3 separate regions of the Sus scrofa genome follow, and regions 1 and 2 are each linked to region 3. A link is a contact called in public HiChIP or PLAC-seq data. All regions are on one chromosome and are shown on one strand. The core of a region is the stretch at or near the end of the contact, and the rest is flanking DNA. Distances in the headings are between cores, read along the strand shown.

Evidence for each region. HiChIP or PLAC-seq counts read pairs in DNA pulled down with a chosen protein or histone mark.
Region 1: a contact with region 3 is called in an H3K27ac HiChIP or PLAC-seq map of alveolar macrophages. The contact joins the promoter of OSTC here to the promoter of GAR1 in region 3. A contact is called at or near these places in 1 of 5 promoter capture datasets (liver), 3 of 47 Hi-C or Micro-C datasets (embryonic fibroblasts, fibroblasts and subcutaneous adipose tissue) and 2 of 2 datasets of contacts at active chromatin or transcription factors (alveolar macrophages and skeletal muscle).
Region 2: a contact with region 3 is called in an H3K27ac HiChIP or PLAC-seq map of skeletal muscle, with 11 times the contacts expected there. The contact joins the promoter of RPL34 here to the promoter of GAR1 in region 3. A contact is called at or near these places in 2 of 47 Hi-C or Micro-C datasets (fetal heart ventricle and skeletal muscle) and 2 of 2 datasets of contacts at active chromatin or transcription factors (alveolar macrophages and skeletal muscle).

What each region holds. Positions count from the first base shown.
Region 1 is chr8:113,445,755-113,448,455 of Sscrofa11.1, reverse strand. OSTC (oligosaccharyltransferase complex subunit OSTC) reads left to right here and starts at 1,260. Exons shown (of 4, transcript XM_003129258.4): 1 at 1,260-1,466. The coding sequence starts at 1,328.
Region 2 is chr8:113,470,616-113,473,315 of Sscrofa11.1, reverse strand. RPL34 (60S ribosomal protein L34) reads left to right here and starts at 1,258. Exons shown (of 5, transcript XM_005666943.3): 1 at 1,258-1,340. LOC102161553 (a long non-coding RNA gene) reads right to left here and starts at 1,201. Exons shown (of 6, transcript XR_002346833.1): 1 at 1,041-1,201.
Region 3 is chr8:112,413,001-112,415,707 of Sscrofa11.1, reverse strand. It overlaps GAR1 (H/ACA ribonucleoprotein complex subunit 1), which reads left to right and starts at 1,431. Exons shown (of 7, transcript XM_003129252.3): 1 at 1,431-1,719; 2 at 2,039-2,249. The coding sequence starts at 2,051. LOC102157627 reads right to left here and starts at 1,393. Exons shown (of 2, transcript XR_001304070.2): 1 at 1,113-1,393.

The DNA.
Region 1 (2,701 bases), core at 11-2,510, 1.0 Mb before region 3:
ATTTATATAATCATTGGCTCAAAAATAAAACTATCAGTCTGGATTTATATAATCAGTCATTTGAACGCTTATTCTAAAAGGAAACAGATACTTGCAGAATCTTAAGAGAGTATACCGAAAAGAAAAACTAAACAGAAAGCAAAAAACTTGTTTAGGCTATCTAGTCTATCCCTAAAGACAAATTCTCTTTCATGTCATTTCTTCCACTTGGAATATAAACATAGCTCAGGCAAGAGATGATAGTGGCTTCCAATAGACTGGTAAATATGGAATGGAAAGTAGTGGATGAATTAAAGATATTTTTAATAGTACAGCCCAAAAGGCCTGCTGATATTTTGGATATGGATGTTTAATAAAGAGAGAAACCCGGATGATTTCAAGATTTTCAACCCGAAAGATTTTAGCATTTACGAAAACAGGGGAGGGCACAGGTTATTTAAAATAGTATTTTGGTCGTGTCAAGTTATCCACGTTAGGCATCTTGTAGAGCTGTCTTCTTGACCTTTGTGAGAGATCTAAACTGGATATATATTTTTAAATTTTATATTAATTTAGCGATTAGAGTGAACAATTGTTATTTTTATTTTTTTCCTTTTTTGGCCGCCCCGCGGCATATGGAGTTCTTGGGCCAGGGGTCAGATCCGATCTGCAGTTGTGACCTAAGCCGCAGCTGTGCCAACGCCAGCTCCCTAACACTGTGCCTGGCTGGCCGATCGAACCTGCATCCCAGCTCTCCTGAGACCCTGATCCTTTTGCGCCACAGCGGGAACTCCAACAACTGTTATTGCTATCACCACTGCCACATCAGGAAGTAAAAGCTCAGCAACCTAGGGCTTTCTCAAGCTCTTGAAAAACCCGCTAATAAGAAAAGCAGAGATTTCCCAACCTCTTCATTCATCCTCTGGCTCTGGGAAACTAGAGCGTCCCGCGTCCAATCAGCTTCCAAATCCCTAGCGTCAGCAAGTGGGCGGGGCTCAGGCGGATTCCGTTCCCTCTCCTCCTCTCGCTTGGCCACGTCTGAAGCCCTGCAGGTCCGTGAAGGTACATAAATCACCTGCTTATTAACTGGAAATAACCGAGCTTTTAATTTAAATTTTTGCTTCACGAAATTGTTTTGTTTCAAGACATTAAAAGATACATTGTTTTAAGTCATGACACTTATTTGTTTTTATGGTTTCTTCTTTTCTTCTATGAGTGTGTAAACTGCCACTGAGCTTTGCAGACCTGCCATTCCCTCCCCGCGCATGCGCCGGAGAAGGGGAGGGCGGGCCCATTTCCGGGTGGCGCGTGGGGCTTGAGGCCGAGAGCAGTCCCTGCCGCCACCAACATGGAGACTTTGTACCGAGTCCCGTTCTTAGTGCTCGAATGCCCCAACCTGAAGCTGAAGAAGCCGCCCTGGGTGCACATGCCGTCGGCTATGACTGTGTACGCTCTGGTGGTGGTGTCTTACTTCCTCATCACCGGAGGTAACTCGGCCTGGCTGGGGCTCCAGAGGCGCCGAGGCGCGGAGAGCCGGCGGGGGCGCGTCTGATCAGTCGCCTCTCAGCCTGGGAAAGCATCGCTCTGCTCTCGATCTTTTCGGAGGGTGGAGGGAAGTTCTGGGGTCCCAAGTGTTAACGGTCTGAAGGTTTATTTGCCCTCACGCCCTGTCCTATATTTTGAGAGAATTAATGTTCTCACTCCCGTTGCCATCCCTTTTCTGGTCTCTTAGCCAAGTCATCCGAGTCGAATAATGTATTTTTCAAGCCCAGATTGTTGTATTTTTTATTGCATGCCTTAAGTCGTTTGACAAAGACCCTGGGAAAATCTCTTCTGGCCCATTCTATCTCCTTGGTTGGCCAAAAGGTCTTGGCACTTTTACCTTCTCTTTGTCCACGGTCTCTGGAAACTTGGAAGAGACTGGACAGTCCTTAGGTTTGTGAGCTCAAAACTAAGAGTTTGGTCTTGTTTTTGGCCCGCTCAGCAATAAATATGAAAGGAGTTTTGATACATATTTGAGCTAAGAGATTTGCAGAAGGTAGCGTATCAGAGAGCGGAAGTTGAGAATTCAAAGAATAAGGAAAATAGCATTACTTTCGAACACTTCTGCATAATCATCTTATCCTGCCCTTTGCAAAGGGGGCGTCGCTTTGTATAGTGGTGAGTTGGCAATCCAGCTACGGTCTTTTCATAGCCACCACCCTTTCAAGCCGCAGTTTCATGATTTAGTCAACACTGCTACTGCACTTTCAGATTTGGGGAAGTGGGGTATTTAATTTGGAAATTATAAAATTAAAGCTCAACAGATGAGGGACAGCAAGAGCAGATAGTTCTACTTTTAAGGGATTGTTGTGGACCTCTTCATTTTTATACATATTTTTAAGAATAGTTGGCACTGAAGAAGGAAGTATCTGAAATCATGTGAGCTTAGTTCTAGGATGAACCTTTGGATTCAACCTCCTCTCAAATCTAGAATAGCTACAGTTACCTTATGTTCATTTAAATAAATTACATATCACATATTTTTTATGTTGATAAGATACTGTCCTAGCATTGCATTAGCATTAACATTTGCTTAGCACCTTAATAGGTGCTGCATCAAATAAACCATTTAAAGTGAGTGTGGCTTTTTTTTTTTTTTTTTTTCTTAATAAATAAGGCTTCATATGCTAGACCTCTTTCCTATAACCCTTACCTTCCTAGAAGCTAGGGCCTTTGCTAG
Region 2 (2,700 bases), core at 9-2,508, 1.1 Mb before region 3:
GAACAGGCCCCACTTAGAAGGGGACCTGAGTGGCCACTGGGCGGCTCTATGCAAATCCTCTCTTCTGGGCCAAGGATATTGACTGGGTCACAGGACACTGTTCTCAGTTTCAGGAAGCTGCCACACCTGTAAATAGGGAGCAGCCGGACCAAAGACTGTCTGATGTGGGAACGCAAAGGCCCAGTTTCCTTGCCAGTTTGGGACAGCTGTGAGGAGCCATCCCCAATACAGAGCTCTCTGCTGGAATAGCTGAAGCCTCGGTTTCATCTACAGTGTGGGTCCTCTGATCCTACCTTGCTCACTTCCCAACAGGTGTATTTTTTAAGAGCACTCCTGAATACACCAGCATATAACTCTCTCTCAATATGTTTCCAGGGAGCCTAATCTAAGATTAAAAATGTAAAGACCCTTTTTAGCATTCTTCCTTAGAGCCCAGGGAAAGTGTTCTTTACTTTTTTGGAGGTCACGAACCCCTTTAACAATATAATGAAACCTAAGGATATTTTCCCCTGTCCTCTGAAAAATGCAGATAGACACTTAATGTAAACATTTACATGCTATTTTAGAGGTTTTTCTTTTTTCTTCCTCCTCATCTTTAAGGCCCAGATCAGACGTTACCACACAAGTGAAGCCTCTAGAAACCCTTTGTACATAATCATAAGATTAGCCACCATTTATTGAACACTCACTCTACAAGACACTGCGCTAAGTGCTTGAACTTCATGATGCCTTTGATCACGACCCAACTCTGCATGGTAGTTACGAATACGTTCCTCTTTAGAGATTTAAGGACTCGCCCAATGTAACGCAACTGATAACTAGCAAATACTGGGTTAAAATCCTAATTCGTAAAGCTTGTGCTTTGGATGAATGACAACGAAAAATAAGAAACGGTTAAAGACAGTAATTCCTGAAAAGTTATCTAATGATATGTGTCAAAATAGAGATTTAAACCCAGGTCTAACTCAAAAGCTGGCGCTCTTTTGGCTAAACGTGTTGCAGCGCACTTGAGAACGGAAAAATAGTTGATTTTGTCCCACCTCTGCGCTTCGCAGCTCCCTCAATATTTTGCTTCTACAGCGATTGCTGAGAGATCTTTGTGTGGCGCTGTTGGGGATGGCTGGGGCGCATCCCGCTCCAAGGAGGCGCTTGCCGTACAACCCAACAGCGCTATGAATCCCCGCCCACTGTATGGAGCTGCGTAGCTTCCGTACAACATGGCGACGTCGTTCTCTCCATCACGCCTCTTCCTCTGATGTAACTTCCTGTCATGCGCAGTCGTATTTGACCTTTGCGCTCGCGAGACCTTCCCTTTCCTCTTCCGGGGACGGTATCCACAGGTATGGTTGCTCTTCTCTTTTTCTTATCGCTACTGCCTTTGCAATCGGCCGCCATCCAGGGACTTATAGGAGTCAGGATCTCCCAGGCACAGTTTTTTGAGTTGGCGTGGGAGTAAAGGCTTAGGTGGGAGGCTGGTGATGAACAATTTCTCGGCTTTTAGCTTCAGACACCTCTCGATTCCCTATCTCCCCTCCGGAGCAGTAGGTGACCCGAGCTCACCACCCGTGGCTTTGCCGCCTGCGCAGTCGCAGTCCAGCGAATACTGCGAAGGGGAGCTCGGAGACGAACGAGTTGTTGTTTGGCTGGTGGACTCTGAAATCGCTGCACGTTCTCATAATTACGCTCTCGTGTTAACCCCGATCGGGTAGCTGTTCTCCAGGCTTTGGCGAGGGGCGGGGGTTGTCCTGCGGGACGACCAGCATCTTCTGATCCTTTCAAAATCGAGGTTTTTTTTCCCAAAGCCAGTGTTTTAATAGGGAGTTTTCTGTCTTGATTTTGTAGAAGGAAACGGCTAATTGGGTCACTATTGCATTAGCTTTCCATGTCGGTTTTGGTGTCTGACAGTTCCCAGTGTAATGTTAGTAAGGAGCTTGTAACAACAGATGCAGGCTGTTTTTTTTTTAAGTAACATGCTGTGAAGAAAGGTGACAAGATTTGACATAAACTAGGTTGATTAAAGTCTTGCTTATGTTTTGGGTAGTTCACTGGAAAATGAGTCGCTCATGTGTACCTATGTAACCGATTTGCTAAACATCATCATTCAGTATTATTTCTAGTTGATAAAGAAAAACAAAACAGATGTCATAATTCAGAGACACTTGGGCCAATACCAGAATTAGTATTAAATGGCACTTAACTTGACCCAGATGTCTCTTTGGGGCAAAACACTGAACCCTGAGTAGCTATTGCGGTGGGCAGAACTCCTGTTGTCGTTTAATCCTAGTGACATTTGTGTCTGTTAGCCCGTGGACTTTGTGGTCCCCGAAAATGGCATGCTTTTCCTTTAATTCCAGGATTTTTAAGATTTGCACTTTTCTGGACACTGTTCCAAACAGAATCAGACTCTTGGAGGGGAAGGCCTAATAATCAGAATATCAGCCCCTGCCACATTTAATTAATTTATATAAGTATGGCTATCCCTCAGTATCTTGGAGGATTGTTCCAAGGCCCCTGAGTAGGTCAAAATCTATTAATGCTCAGGTCTTTTATCTAAAGTCCTCCCATACACTTTATTTTGTGTTTTTTGTTCTCTCTTTAAATCATTTCTAGATTACATATTACACGTAATACAATGTAAGTGGCTATGTAAATAGTCGTGAGCACATGACAAATTCAAGTTTTGCTTTTTGGAAGTTCTGA
Region 3 (2,707 bases), core at 182-2,681:
CAATAAAGATGCTCAGAATGTGAGGATGTTGTAGTTCACTACTATTATTTCTGGACCTGAGTTGTTGTAGATTATATTGGGTGATTTAGGGAAGGAATAACAGTGACAAAAGAAGGCCTGTGATGACTGTACAAAGCTAGAAGGAATCAGTAGAAATTGATAGTTTCAGAAAAAAGAGACTTCAAAGCCAAGGTTGGGTGGAATGATGACAACGATGACAGAGGAGTGCTCAAAGGTTTGAGTCCAAAGATTTGGAAACCAAGAGTATGATGCTACCATGAGGACAAACAGGGAATTGGAATGATGAATAATCTGGAAGAGGAAGGAGTGAGCTTGCAATGGCGGTGCAGAAAAGGGATCAAGAACTGTGAGAATCCATGTTTCTAGTTTGTCCCTCTAACGAGATGAGAAAGTTACCTCATTTACATGCAAAATAAAAGGGCACCGTGTATTCTTGAAGGTCCCATAAAAGTTCAATGGTCTCGTCACACTGAGTTGGAGATAAAAGTGGGACACCGGATGGAGATAAAACACTGAACATATGAATAATTCTACATCTGTATGATGTATAGAATTTAAAGTACATTTATCAAATCTGAATAAAAATTCGTCTACCAAACTAGGTGCTTTCTCAAGAAGCTTATACTTCAGTGTGTAAGACAAACTAATTCTATACTTCCATAGTTAAGTTTACTAAGTTCTTCCACAATGTAAATTACCCTCTGAAAATGGTACTGATCCCATTCTTTCAAAAAAGAGGCTGACTGTTAAATATTAAGGTAAGGTCTCAGACGATTCAATGAAAAGAAACCAACGAAATTTAATAAATAGACGCTAGCTTTCTTTGGTAGAGAAATTCTAGCGGAAGGTCAAGTCAGATTTCAAAGGCTTAAAGATAGAAGGGGAGAGGGACTTGTAGTATAGTGTACCGACTGTGGTCAAAACGTATTTGACAAAGTAAAAAACTCTCTAATACAAAAGATATAAATATGGCCTGGCTATATCAGATAACACAGTTTCTTTTAAAATACACACACACACACGCATTTTTTTCTTCCTTTAGTGAAACCACAGTGAACGACGGGTGCAGCACAGCTCACAGTCTTGCGTACTTCAAAAAATCGGAACAAGCGGCACTAAAGAACGCAGGCAAGTCCTTCCACTGGGTTCCGTCGCAGCCAAATCCACCTCCCAGCAAAGCGCGGCTCAGAGCCCTGGACAGCGTAGTTGCTAGAGTCTCAACCAAGTGAGCAACAAGGGGACCGCAACATAGCCAGAGAAACCAGGACACAAGGACAACTGGCTCCCACTGCAAGCCCGCCTCGCCACTGGGAGAGGGGCGGTGCCTGATGCCAACCATCGCCAAGGGCAACCTCGCGGGGCAGAAGTTCCGGCGAGTAACGTCATGCCGCAAAGGACGCCGCTATTTTACGTCACTTCCTCTGCTCCCATTAGGCAAGTGGACCTTGCTGTCGTAAACTAGCGGTTGACGTTAGATATTACTGATACTCGTCCAGAGCTGAAGGCTGTTTCGGACAGGTGACAGCGTCTCTGGTTCTGTTGGAGACTGGCTGGTTTTGCACACCCGTTTTTCGAATTTCTAGTCAGTTTTCCTGCCCCCCTATTTTGTGCCCGTACGGCGGCCGAAGAGGCTCGTGCGCGGCGGAAGTACCGGGCGGGTGGGTGTGCGCGCCCAGCCCTGAGGTGCACGTGGCGCCGGTGAGTGGCGGGTAGTCCGAGAATGCTGGACCCTGAACCCAGCAGAGGGAGGGAGGGGATGTGGCTGAAGAACTTGCTGCTTGCTGGGGGAGGAGGTACTCACCGGGGGCGACGGGGCTGGTGCGTGGTCTGCTGGCGCTCACAGGGCTACGGGGAGGTGACATCCTTTCGGCTGGTCACGGGCTGCCCAGCCGTGGCTGAGGTGGCGGGTTGCTTATTATTGTTGTTTCTCTATAGCTTCTGACCGAAGCCTAGAGGGGTTAGTTGGTGTACCCAGAGGCCATAGCAACCGAAAAGCATGCACTGTTTTTCTCTCTAGGTAGGAGCAAGCATGTCTTTTCGAGGCGGGGGTCGTGGAGGCTTTAATCGAGGTGGCGGCTTCGGTCGCGGCGGCAGCGGCAACAACCACTTCCGAGGTGGAGGCGGCGGTAATTTCAGAGGCGGCGGCGGCAGAGGAGGATTTGGACGTGGGGGCGGCCGCGGAGGCTTTAACAAAGGCCAAGACCAAGGACCTCCGGAACAAGTCGTGTGTATGTCGGCTTCTGAGTTTGGGCTGCTTGGGAGCGGAGGGGGAGGGGGGGCAGAGTTTGTGGATTTGTGTTATTAGGAAGTTTGACAAGGAGTTGGGTGCTGAAAGATAGATCTAGCAGCTCGCTCTTGTCATACCGAGGCTGCTGCTTGGTTGAGGAGTCAAGTCTATGGCAAGGCTGTAAACTGACTTAAATTGACTTTCCTTCAGAAAGCTGAAGGAAACACAGACCGCATCGTGGAGTTGGAACTTGAGCTTGGGCGGAAAGGGAGACATTTACTTTTTAGGGCAGCACCTGTAGCATATGGAAGTTCCCAGGCCAGGGATCTAATCAAAGCTGCAGCTGCCAGCCTACACTGTGTTGTCTGAGCCATGTCTGCGACCTACACCACAGCTTGTGGCAACTTTGGATCCTTGACCCACTGAGCGAGGCCAGGGATGGAACCCGCATCCTCATGG